2 separate regions of the Oryctolagus cuniculus genome follow, and region 1 is linked to region 2. The links are chromatin contacts, called in public Micro-C maps. All regions are on one chromosome and are shown on one strand. Each heading gives the region's core, a stretch centred on a gene start, on an enhancer-like site or on the middle of the called end of the contact. The rest is flanking DNA. Distances are from core to core; before and after follow the strand shown. Region 1 overlaps TCF4 (transcription factor 4). Region 2 overlaps TCF4 (transcription factor 4).

Region 1 (6,624 bases), core at 3,312-5,811, 170 kb before region 2:
AAGACAGCAGGGGCCCAGAGAGTCTAGAGACAACAGAGCTACCTCTAAGAACCTCTAAGGTGTTGGGGAAAGACCTAAAGACTGGACATTCTGGCCGGCGCTGTGGCTCACTTGGCTAATCTTCCACTTGCGGCGCTGGCACCCTGGGTTCTAGTCCTGGTTAGGGTGCCGGATTCGGTCCCGGTTGCTCCTCTTCCAGTCCAACTCTCTGCTGTGGCCTGGGAGGGCAGTGGAGGATAGTCCAAGTGCTTGGGTCCCTGCACCCGCATGGGAGACTGGGAGCAAGTACCCGGCTCCTGGTTTTGGATCGGTGTAGTGCTGGCCATAGTGGCCATTTGGGGGAGTTAACCAATGGAAGAAAGACCTTTCTCTCAGTCTAACTGTGCTTGTCAAAAAAAAAAAAAAAAAAAAAAAAAAAAAAAAAAAAAGGACTGGACATTCTTCAACCACAAATGGTAATTTCCATTTTCTTTTGTTTAGAGCATTATCTCACCTTTTTATCCTCATGCAAGTAAACATTTAAAGGACTTCTCACTGAATTCAGATATGGATTGAAATGGTTTTTTTGCTTGGGCTTTGACTTGATTTTTACTATGTTTATTGGGAGAAGACTTCCTGTCTTAAAGACACACAATTTCCTTTTTTTCCCCCCAGTGTTTACAGTTTCACTTATGCTTTGTCTGAATTTTAAGGTAATTCCTTATTGTGCAATCCTTGGAGATTTATTTAATGCTTATTCTCCAGAAAATAAAATAATTTTCAAGAGGATTTAAACACCATCTAAATGATCCTGACCTTGACAGCCCTTATCTGTCATGTGACCCTGTGTGCCGGAACTTCCCTGAACTGTCCACCAAAATGGTTAAAATGAATGATTTTGTGATCTAGTTAGCGATGCAAATGGCTGCAAGCTAAATTCAGTTCATCTTTCGTTTTCTAACTCATAAATTCCATCTATTAGAGCTGTTTCATTTCTCCCTTCTGCATCTCCACTCCCCCACCCCCCATTCTCTGCACCACTTTCCTACAGTGGAAACCATAAGCAGATGCAGTGCACCCAGTGGGCACAGAAGTAGGAGGAGGCCGAATGAGCCCATTCCATCCCTTCCCTGCTCCAAGTAGCAGACTGTACGGAACTCAATCCCGTCACCCCCATGAACCAAGCCCCTCTAGGATAAACTGTGGGGGTACTTCCAAGCAGCTGCTTTTGTTCAGAGCCAAGCAAAAGACAATGGGACACGTGAGGTGGAATTGTGGATCCCTGAGTCATGCTACTGAGTGGGCACACACACTCACAAAGTCACATCCCAGATGATTCTGCACTGGAGATTTACCATGACCAACTGGCCTTTATTTTCCAGAAGTTTTTCTTATTATTTGAATAGCTCGTGGACGTTATAATGTACTTGGAAAGGGACTGTAGGTGTAAAGACATTTGCCTAAACTCTTCCCCATCTCCTTCTAAATCCTCACCCTTTGTTTTTTTTTTTTTTTTTTTTTTTTTTTTTTTTTTTTTTATCTTGAATGCAATACTCTCTCCCCAGCCCCTGGTCCCTCACAGACTAAGTTTCCAGCCTGTTCATTAAATTCCCTATTGTTCAATGAATCCAAGACTTCTGCCTTGTGCTGCTGTGTCCTTCACTTAGATACCCTGGGGCCATCCCCCAGGCCCCTCCTATTCTTAACCGCCTGGACTCTCAGGTATCTACTCATGGCCCCTATTCTGCTGGGTTCACACTCATATCAGTAGAGCTTGAGCCAAGCCCTTCCTGCCCCATCTTCTCATGGCTCCCTGACTGCTTCTCTCTTACTAATCCCACAGATCCCCTTGCTGTGCCTTTCCAGACTAAGTGGCTCTCCAGAGCTCTACTTTCTTACCACCTTGCTTTGCCCAGATGGGGCTCTTCCTGACTATTCTTTGAGACATCACCCTCAAAACACATTCAAGAGCATCACTTAGTCGTGCAGGGCATAAATCTTAATGATCGTGGTTCTGCTGCCATTCCTAAAAGCCTACATGTGAGCAGTGAGCATCCCAAGGGCAGGGACTGGCTGTGGGTCACAGGCTAGTACAGTGATACCGAAGTGAGCAACCAGATGCTTCCTAAATAGCAAAGAATGGCACATATCACATGACATGCATCTGTGAGATGACATCTGAAATCTAAAATGTGATATTGTCAAACACACCTTGGGTGTGTTTCCATCCAATAATAAACATTTCATTTAATTCAACAAATGCTGCTTGAGTGTCTCAATATACAAGGCACTATTTAGGCATTTTCAAGGAAAAACTAAAGAAGAGAGACACCTAATATTCTACAGGTACTTACATTTAATGATGGGATGATATAATTTCTACAGAGGATAAAATAAGATGAATGCCACAAAGAATACAAGGTTATGTAGGGTATGAAAGGGTGATGAAATTATATTTGATTGGGAAGCCAAAGACTGCTACAGGAAGAAGGTGGCATTTTTACATAAAGAAGCAGAGAGACTTTTCATTTGCAACATCTGGAGCCAGGCTGGGCCAACATCAGGATGCAAGCCCTCAATCCAGGCTTCACATGTGGGTCACAGGGACAAGTACTTGGGCCATGACTTGCTGCCTCCCAGGGTGCAAATTAACAGGAAGCTAGATTGGAAGCAGAGCTAGAAGTTGAACCTAGACACTCGGGTATGGGATATGAATATTCCAAGCAGCATCCCGACCACTTCACCAAATATGCACTCCTAGATGCATATTTTAAAAATTGACATATAACACTAATAAACATCTCAATTGCAAATGAAAATTTGTTTTTCCATCAATAAGTAGCATTCTTTAAGTAACTGTGTGTGTATGAAGACACAAGCAGCTAAGGACTATGTACTAACATGTGTTTCCATGTTGTCAGAATACATATTTCTGACCAAATGTAGATTTTGGAAAAGCCCTTTATAAATCTCAATGGCTTTCCTACAAAGTGAACAACACAGGGCGCTGTGGACACAAATGGTACCTCACTGTATGTGTGCATTACTGGCCCCAATGATTCACTCTTATTTAACTGCAGTGAAGTCTTTCATCTCCCTGCTATACAATAATAGCTTCCATATGACCAGTGGCTCTGCTATAAATAAGATCAAAAGCAAAAGAAAGGATTTAATAAAAGAAAATGACATTAAGAGTATCATTAAATCAGGGGGAAAACCCCCAATATCCAACTTTTCTTTTGGGGGGGATACGGAAAGGTGCAATAAAATATTATAGAGTAGGAAGCAGCTCCTGCATCTCCTGCAGACATTCACAGCAATAGGCACAGACCAAGCCCATGTGAGTAAGCCTCAGAGTGGCAGAGACCAAGCAGGATGGAGGAGTAGGGGCAGAACGTCCCCCCAAGGCTCAGGCTGAAGGACAGGTAACACACCGAACAGCAAGGTCCACCTTGGGAAGAACAGAGTGGAGTGTGTCAATGGCAAGCATCCATCCCTTTCTTCGCTCCCCTCTGTTTTACTTAATGGAGATAGACTTTTGGGTAATCCAGGGTTTCTCAGAGAATCATAACATTGCTCAACTCTAGGACATGAGTTCTGAGAAAGGAAGTTTTTTTTGGCAGTGCACAGTTACTTGATATGAAGAGCCAACTTCCCAAACAAATTTTCTTCTGGTTCTTAAAAAAAAAATTGCAATGTTAATCTCGATTCCCGACTGGATAAACAGCTGCTAATAACCTCCAGCTCCCGGGGGAGGAGGCTAACCTCCTTTCATCTTCAGACGAGTGGATACCTGACGTGCACTGCACTTTAGTGCTTCCACATGTTTCTTGCACTGCTTTTCTCAGAACTGCTTGGGGACCGGTCTTGCCAAGTCACAGTTCTTTTCTCCCTTTTCCTTAGACTGCATTGAAGAGCTCGGAAGACACGGTCAGCTGAGGCCCTATTTAGTTGAAAGGGTAGCTCTCGTTCTCTTCCTGTTGTTATGTCTAAAGAGGAAATGCAAGCAATTCTAATCTCCCAAGAAGACCAGTGCGTGGACCCTCAGCTGGAAGCTTTGTGAGGGGAATGACCATTTTGCTTTGTTTTGTATGTGGCTAAGCTCGCATTCAAGGGCTGACAATGATCAAAGATACCAATTTCTAACAGCATTGCTAATGCAATTACTTATATCGGTGTCTGTCCTAAATAAAGGTGCAAGCGTCAATACCTTTTTTTCTAAAAGGAAGTACCCTGTAGAAGACTACAGGGCTGATGGGCCCCTTGAGTCCTTTCTCACTTGTTCAAGAGCACCTGCTTTAACAGTGACCTCAGTTCTGCATCTCAAGATTCAGATATTTCACAAAACAGCTTTTTAAACAAAACCCAGCTGTTTCCCATCTAGACTACAGGGGGAAAATTTGGGCAGCTTACAGAAACATTACCCAGAGACTACCATTCTCCAATAACTTTCACACACTTTCAGTTCCAAACGAGACCCGTCCATGTGCAGAAGCTGGGGAGAAGGCAAATGCAAAATTAAAATGTGGAAATTCAATACTGTAGTTTTTGACAATATGTCCAATTAAGTGCTTTGAAACGAATGTGGCTATTGTATCAGGACAATGCTTCCCCCAAGATGTCACTTAACTAATACCGGCCAGATCTTTTGGTTAAACTCAACTTTGCAGTTCTGCAATGATTTATGGAGACAGAGGAAGCTATAATTACGTACAACTGTGAATGTCAACCAGTTAGATACAGAAAGCCCTCGTGCTACAGAAAATGTGATACTCTATCTTTCAACCCTCACTTCTGAGGCTGCCCCGCCTGAATCCTCTTTTTAGGACGAGTCCAGTTTACACTCGTGCTTTCTAAGCAATTAAGATATTTTTGATTTGAAGAATTTACAGCCACAATAAAAGTTAAAATAACACAACGGCCACAGAATCTGAAAAAAATACAAAATGGCCAAGGCCTAATCTTGGCTTTTAAACAGTGCCAAGTTGCTCCAGTATTTTCTGTTTTGGTATGAATGACATAACTGAATTACTTCATGAGCTGCTACTTTAATTCCTAAGGGTGGAAAATTCCATGAGTTAATTTAATTTGGACATAAAAAATACACACGAAGACTCGCTCTTCCTGTGGACTCTCATGTGCAATATCCGAGCCAATTGCTGGAACTGCGGTGCTGTGGAGGAGTGGCTTTCTCCCAGTGCAGCCTTAGCTGGGAGCTGCGACAGACAGACTCATCAGGCACATCTCTTACTTCTATTTGGGCACATTACAGCCTTTATTTTCATTTTTTTTTTAAATCATGTTTATTCTATGGCTCTGCAATGCCTTTTCTATGTATCTCTTACTGCTGAAATTCTACATAGACACTAATAGAAGGTCAATGATACAATGACACATTCTCTAAGAAGCTTTTCCTAGCTGTCTGAATCACTGGTTAGGTCACTGAGTAATTCTCTTGCATTATAATTAGACATATACTGTACTATTACCCGACCAGGATAAAAGGCCTATAAGATGAGAGACTTTTTCTTGCACATTTATGCATCTGTGATGGTCTCGGAAGTATAGCAGATGCAGAATGAGTGACTGAACACATGTGCATTTTCTAATACATACAATACTCTTCTCCCTCGAAAATCTACTATATTGAGAAAACAAATCTATTATACAGAGAAAACAAAGGGAATATTACATTTTTTAAATGCAAGGGTTATGCCTATTCCAAGCCATGAGAAGTTTATTATTGGGTCTTTGCATCCAATAAAAATTCAGTTAAAAAAATGATTACCAGGGTATTACAAATGTATCTGCTTATCCCTCCCTCAATGTAGGAAGAAAACAATACAGAAATATTATGTAGTTATTCTTGGAGGGGTCTGTTTCAAATATGTATTTTATGCATATATTTTATTTTTATTTTTTAAAGATTTATTTATTTATTTGAAAGGCAGAGTTACAGAGAGGCAGAGACGTCTTCCATCTGCTGGTTCACTCCCCAGATGACTGCAACGGCTGGAGCTGGGCTATCCAAAGCCGGGAGCCAGGAGCTTCTTCCAGGTCTCCCATGTGGATGGGGACCCAAGTACTCCAATCATCCTCTTCTGCTTTCCCAGGCTACACTAGAGAGCTGGATTAGCAGTGGAGCAGCTGGGACTCGAACCAGAGTCCATATGGGATGCTGGCACTGCAGGCAGCAGCTTTACCTGCTATGCCACAGTGCCAGCCCCTCTATGTATATATTTTAAAATTAGGAAAACAAGGTTTTTCTTATTCATTCATTTAAAGTTCATGGCTCCAGGATACTGAATACGTACTTTAGTGGGGAAAATGAGAAAACTGGCATACAGAGACTAAGGCTTGGGGGTAGACACCCAAGGCAGATTGACTGTTTCTCTGTCACATGGCCAGAATGTAGAGCCAATAGGTAGAGGGGGTGGGGAAGGAGATGGGGATACATCCAGCTGAGGCCCACTGATGTGAGATCTGGGTGTGCATGGTGTCCTAACCACTTAACTCAGGGGCTGTGCTGAGCGTCACTACTACCACTGTCTTCAAAACATTTTGATTTTTTCTTTAAAATAATGCTAAAGTATCAAATTGGCTAAAACAGTTTCCCTCTATTTTTTTCTTTAAGTTTTCTGTTTT
Region 2 (6,216 bases), core at 3,684-6,183:
AGACCAGACCGCGCCTCTTTGGTCTGCATAGCTGGGGTTGAGACAGGGACTCAAAGAACACGGCACAAGGAAACTGATTCACCAAAAGACACACTACGTTCTGTTCTATTCTCAAATTGCACAAAACAGAGATTCCTACCATGTACACTTTCCACGTCCAGGACCTACTTCCCTAAACAGTCCATTGCCAAACCTCCGCTTTTCTTTATCCCGAAGTAATCACACAGTTAGGGACACTGCTGAGCCCATGCTAAGCAGCTAAGCACAGACAGTCACTTCCTGCAAGACTCACAACCCTGCAGCAGAAATAAAGAATGAAGGAAGCTCTACACTCCGCGGCTACATTAGGAAGACTTTGGAAAGAACAGCAAAGGCAGTCCTGTTCTTTTATGCAAAAAGCATGTGCCTGGACACAGATGTCTCAGAATGAACCTCCCAAGGCCCAGAAATCCAGCCATCACACGCCAGTCACCCGCCTCTATTCCACCCTCTGCCCATTACCACTTCTCACCTTGTGTTTGGAAAAAAAAAATTTAACTTCAGTCTCGCCCGCGGGAAGTAGGGAAGTGTTCCCCACAAGCAGAGGGAGGAGGGTCTGTGTGCTGCACACACAGACAGCCTCACACGGTCTGGATGATGCTTTCACAAGTTAAGGGGCCTCACGCTTACTCAGCAGAGGAAATCTTTGTGTCTGTGAGGAATCACGCCAATTCCTATTAGGAAGAAAGGATACAGGGGCGAGGAAGCCTATTCTCTCAATGACCAGCCAAAGGGGCCCAGCGAAAACAGAGCCCTCTGCCATGACCATCTGCAGAAAGGAAGGATGTTGTACACTTTCTTCTCCCCAAAACTCTAATGACCTCTGCCTTGACCCTCTGAAACCAGACCCACAGGAACAGGCTCTTCTGCAGGAGTTGCGAGCTTTCCACCAGAGACACAGCACGGAGAGGCTTGTCGCCCAGGCTATCTGCCCCGAACATTTGCACTCACATTCCAAAGATGTTTCCGTTGCGCTGGAATGGCTATAAATTTCTTTCCTGCAGAATTCTTTCCAAACAAACTGCCATGAACTGCACTCCGGCAGGAGTGCTTAACCAAGCACTGTTCACCTCATCGCAACAAATCTTTCAGATGCCGAATATGACTGAACTGAACGTGTAACTGGGCCAGAGGAGTAAACTTTAAAAATGCAAATATATACGGGGCGGGGGGTGGGGGGGGGACCAACCCACCAGAATTCCACCTTTAGTGCTATGTGACTGATACGCAAAGAAAACTTCCTTTCTAGGCTATGTGTAATTACTGAAACGAATGTGTGCTTACATTTTTTTCAGAGATATATTAAAGCAGGGTGACTGAAAATGCAAAATAGAATTTTCCCCCATATCTTTAAAGAAAACAGGAGGGTGAGAGAGTTCAGGAGGTAGCATCCCCCTTCCAGCAGAGAAAGAATGTCCCTTCTGTTTCCGTAAAGAATAAAACAGCAAAGCGGTTCGGATTTTAAAGAGGATTATCAAATTCTGTAAGAGTTTTCTAAAGTAAGAAAGCAATGCACTTGTAAAAACGATGTATAAAATGTTTTGAAAGGTTTTAAATATATGACTCACACCGATACGGAAATCAAATAGAAAACATGTATAAAATCTCAGTCTTAAAACAAAGCTTAATGTCTTTTCCTATTGATAGTATTTTTAGCAAAGGGCTCTCTCTGGAGAGTTAAAAGTATACAAATGTAGACCGTAAGAGACACAAACACACACGCTACACCTTTGTATTACACTGGCATTTTATTATTTAATTAAAGTACTCTTATTTTTCTAGCTCACGCATGCTTCCCTTGAGACGGCTTTGCTGTTAGCCTGCTGGCCTTGACTTTCAGCCAAAAACAATTCAGAAACAAAAAGGGACAACAAATCATATTTTCACAGACATTTTTATCCCTCAATACAACCCTGTTTTCACACAACATCATACAGCCCCTATGAAAACTATAATTTAGGGCAATCGCCAATCGCCACCCAAAACCCAGAGTATGACATATGCCTCCACAAAGCATTTCCTGTGGAAGAAATTCTGAAGTTCTTAACTGCAAATAAACTCTTTTGATAGAACCACTTTAACTGGCATTGCTGGTTTGCAAACAGTGCCACTGGTCCCGGCTGAGGATTAAAGCAGCAGCACAAGCCAGCGACTACAGCTCTGAAACGGCAGAGATCTAAAGATGAAGTGTTTGTTAGTCCTAAGCTCTCTGTTCTTTCATGAAAGACAGACTTTCAGTACATCTCAGTGTCACAGCTGAACACGTATAGCCACAGTTACAAAACAAACTGATTTTCCAGGTCCATCCTCCCAAACCCTTCCTCAACCCAGATTCTCACTTACCTGGTGGCAACCCTGTAAGTTTGATTCTCTCCCATAAGATGAGTAGGAGCCTCTTTCTGTTTTACCTGCCAAGAGAAATAACAAAAAAGTGTAAATGATGTTTTTCCTTGTAAAAAAATCCTCCTGCAGGTAACAGGCATCTACTTCTCTTCTCCGATGTTTACATACGTAAAGTAGGCAATGTATGCAAGCAAGAGAGGGAACAGCACTTCCTCACTCTGACTATGATAAACTGGAAAAAAATATCCTTCATTCCTATTCTTAGCCAAACTGCTCCACACTTCCAAAAACTGTCATTCCAATGGCCTCCACTTTCTCTAACAAACAAATTGTCAGTCCTTATTTTCACTTTCTTTCTCTCTCCCGAAATTTAAACAATTTCATTTTTATTTACACAGCAGGCAAATTATCTATGTAATGACCCTAGCCTAGTAATTCCCATTGATTATATTGACACTTAATGGTGAGGCCAAAGCTAATCAATCACAGGCTCTCCAGATGGTGAATTTAGCAAAGAAACTACTCAAAATTCTGAATCTCTCTCTCTCTCTCTCTCCCCTTTACTCTTTCTTTCTCTCTCCCCTTCTCTCTCTCTCTCTCTCTCCTCCCTTTCCCTGGGGTAAAGTAAGTCCCATCACAATCAAGATGATGATGAAATTTACATTGGAGAAGGAGGGTTAATGACTTTTGTCCACTCTGAACCCAAGTTCACATTCTACCAGTAGACTCAGCAGCACAAGTATCCAGGGATATGAAAACGTCTTGTTCCAATTCTGACAACCTAATTTTTATCTGTAGACTTCTCCACAGAGATGTATAGAGCCTCAAATGCTATTGGGCCATATCAAAGGATAAAATCAAGAATGCACATTAGTTTCTTTTGAAAGTATACTTAGCCTGAAAAAACGGCAGGATAGATAATGAAATCGCATTATAAGACATCTAAGCAGTAGAATACAACTAACAACAGGAAAAGTCATCACAGAAAATTGTCTGTACCAGGACTTAAAAGGGGGTAGTGAGGCAGTCAAGTGCCCAGGATCCTACCCCACTCAAGACTGAAGGACGCTTCTTTCTTCTAGAGTAGAGCTACATGGCACTATTCTTTTCCCACTGGGAAAATTCAAAACTTGTATTTGGAGGGACTGAACGGACAACCTTCTAGAGTTTACAGCCCCCAAGTTTTCCTCTCTCAACCCAAGTGAACACAAATGCTAAAAGTAACAGTAGTCTTTTCATCTTTCAGTCAACTATCAGAACGTGCCTTCCTTCTACTACACAAAGAGTGGATCTGATAAATTCAATCCACATGGAAGGTGATTTGCAAAGAAAGCCAACCTGAGTCTTAAGAATTAACCCTCCCTTGTCCAATATTAACTTTTCTACTGATTTCAATGAATTGCAAACTTAGGAAAACATCCCCTCAACCCCACTTCTGGTCTAGTGTTCAGTGCAAAGTATAAAATCAATGCTCATATCAGTTTCAATTCCAGCGAAATAAGATACCATCCCCCAGACTGCCTGTCCTGAGAGATTTAAGAGAGTAAGTTTCATTGTATGGGGCTTTCACATTGAAGCAAAAATGCACTTTCCTGTACAAGCAGAGTAAATGATCATACATAGTCACTCATTGTGTAAGTCAAATTGAAGCTGCTTACACCCTTTAGCTTGTCTTCATAAATGTTACTAACAAATAGTTTTGTGCATTGTATCAAAGGACACGTGTCCTTCTTTAACCTCTTGCATCTAAAAAATCCTCTATGCAACCACTGCATAATTCACTGTGACATAATATTCACTTGTTCGGCAACAGGCAGACAGGTAGATGGGCAGGCAGACAGGTAGAAAGGCAGCAAAACAGAAAGATAAATACAATAGAATCTGCTCTGACTTCAAAGGAAACTGAAGATCATACGTCCTGGTTTTGTAATTTCTAAACACTGAACTGTAAAATACAACAGGAGTAAGAAAGACCACCTACTTTTTTTCCTCTAAAAGGAATTACCCAAGTGACCCCCTGCAGAATTTCACCAGCCAGCATCATTTCCTAATTCTACTCCAGGACACAGAGCTGGAAAGGAGCATTTTCCTACCAGGATCTGCCTCACTTCACACCCAGAAGTTGGGGTGATTCTTTCCATTATTTTAAAGCTAGAGGAGCAATGCAAATGAGAAGATTTCAAAAAGACAGTGGAATAGGTGGGAGAGAAAGAAAGAAAGAGGAAGAGCAGGAAGGGAAGACCATGGGGCTGGGGGGCGGCGGCGGCAGGGGGTGGTTTGGAAGTGAGACAACGAAGAGGGTGCAGGGAGAAGATTCTGAAACCCTGGTGCACAGAGTCCCCCAAGTACTCTTTACTATCATATCAGATACAGACTGCTTAATCTTAATTTTGCTTGTTAAAAAATATTTATCCAGATACAAAAATAAACCCACTGCAAATTACAAGTTGTCAGGGTTAAAAATCTACTCCTGTTTGTGTGGGGGAGGATAAGAGACCAGCATAGACATGAATCATTCTCAGTAATTTGAGTGTTTCCATGACATCAATGGGCACCCGTCCAGGACTCTGTCGAAGTCTGCGAGGTACCAAAGAGGCAGCGCAGCCAGCAGGAGGCTGGGAGGTGGCCCTGCCTTTTTTTTTTTTTTTTTTTTGAAGGATTATGCTCCTTGTGAAGATTTCATCTGTAGCATCCACTTTTACCATCAAATAGATCGCTCCAGAGATCAGGAGCAAACACATTTCATTCTGATTGTGTAAGCCTTTAACTTTATTACATCTTTTTGTTCCCAAATTCAACTATAAATCTGCCCTCGGAGCCCAAACCCCTGTTTGGGAGCAAAATAAGCAGGGATTGTGGATAAAACCCAAGCACCTTCCCCAACAGAAGAGAGCAACTCCGATCATCTCCCAAGGATAAAAAGCAGCCATTTTAAAATGACACCTCCGTTTCTGGGGGGAAAAAAAAAAAAAAAAAAAAAACCTGTACCTTTTGTGTAAATTGTCCATTAAAAATTAGCTATGGTCTTGATGTTGACTTTCTGCTTAAAATTCACTGGAACATTTGTTTCAGATAACAAAATTTCCAAAAGCACTAATGACACTGTTGAGGGGGACTCTTTAAGTACCTATGTGAGCTGATGAACACAAAAGCTCCTAAATATGTATGTTTGCTCTATGCTAGGCATGGAATTCTGTCACTTACACCAAGGGGCTGGTGCCAACAGCTTCATTCCTCCTTTCTCCATTCTTCACCCCCCCCCCCACCTCCACCAGCCCCACAACCACAACAGAGCTTCGAAAGAGCTAAGGTTCTATTTTTCCAATATTTTAAAGACATAGCGGTGATGAACAAACCCTGCGCGCTCACTGCAGAATTTTCGAGACAACCCTCCAGTACTAGAATGCGACAGCCGCTGCGGATATTTTTTGGCACAAAGACAATGGTGGCAGTGCCAAGCCCCATGGCTAAAACTACTCAAAAGAGGCATAAGGGTAGCATTAATCGCTCAAATCTTTTACTGCATGGAGTACTGTTGTCCATATTTTAAAAACTAAAAGTACCCGTTAGTAACATTTGCTGTATGCTCATAAAAGGGTGCATGTGTAGTTGGGGGGGGGGTGGCTCCTGAAATATAAACCATAAATAAATCTTGTCAGGGATTTGATTCATTTTTATACCTAAAAGGACCAAATGTTAAATTTTGCTGCTGGTGATGCTCTCCGTGCATGAAACGAATGGTATGACCTAACCAGAGCACTGGGGGCTGAACAAAAGCGAGAGAAGATTTCATAAACTAAGGTGACATATTGGCTAAACAAATTTCTTCTGCAA

What was found. A called contact is a pair of places that touch in the nucleus more often than the background predicts.
Region 1: a contact with region 2 is called in a Micro-C map of ear pinna, with 2.4 times the contacts expected there. The contact joins two enhancer-like sites. A contact is called at or near these places in 3 of 6 Hi-C or Micro-C datasets (ear pinna, skin fibroblasts and an unstated tissue).

Annotation. Positions count from the first base shown.
Region 1 is chr10:23,067,253-23,073,876 of mOryCun1.1, reverse strand. The region is part of intron 14 of TCF4 (transcription factor 4); the gene reads right to left. Among named protein-coding and RNA genes, the nearest start is that of CCDC68, 270 kb to the left of the region's middle. Within about 2 kb of position 4,561, at least 3 of the 8 cell types and tissues checked have an H3K27ac peak or open chromatin away from gene starts, as enhancers often do. A contact at or near this core is called in ear pinna, where this site is marked.
Region 2 is chr10:22,901,063-22,907,278 of mOryCun1.1, reverse strand. TCF4 (transcription factor 4) reads right to left here. Exons shown (of 19, transcript XM_051851926.2): 5 at 2,383-2,447. Among named protein-coding and RNA genes, the nearest start is that of TCF4, 200 kb to the right of the region's middle. Within about 2 kb of position 4,933, at least 2 of the 8 cell types and tissues checked have an H3K27ac peak or open chromatin away from gene starts, as enhancers often do. A contact at or near this core is called in ear pinna, where this site is marked.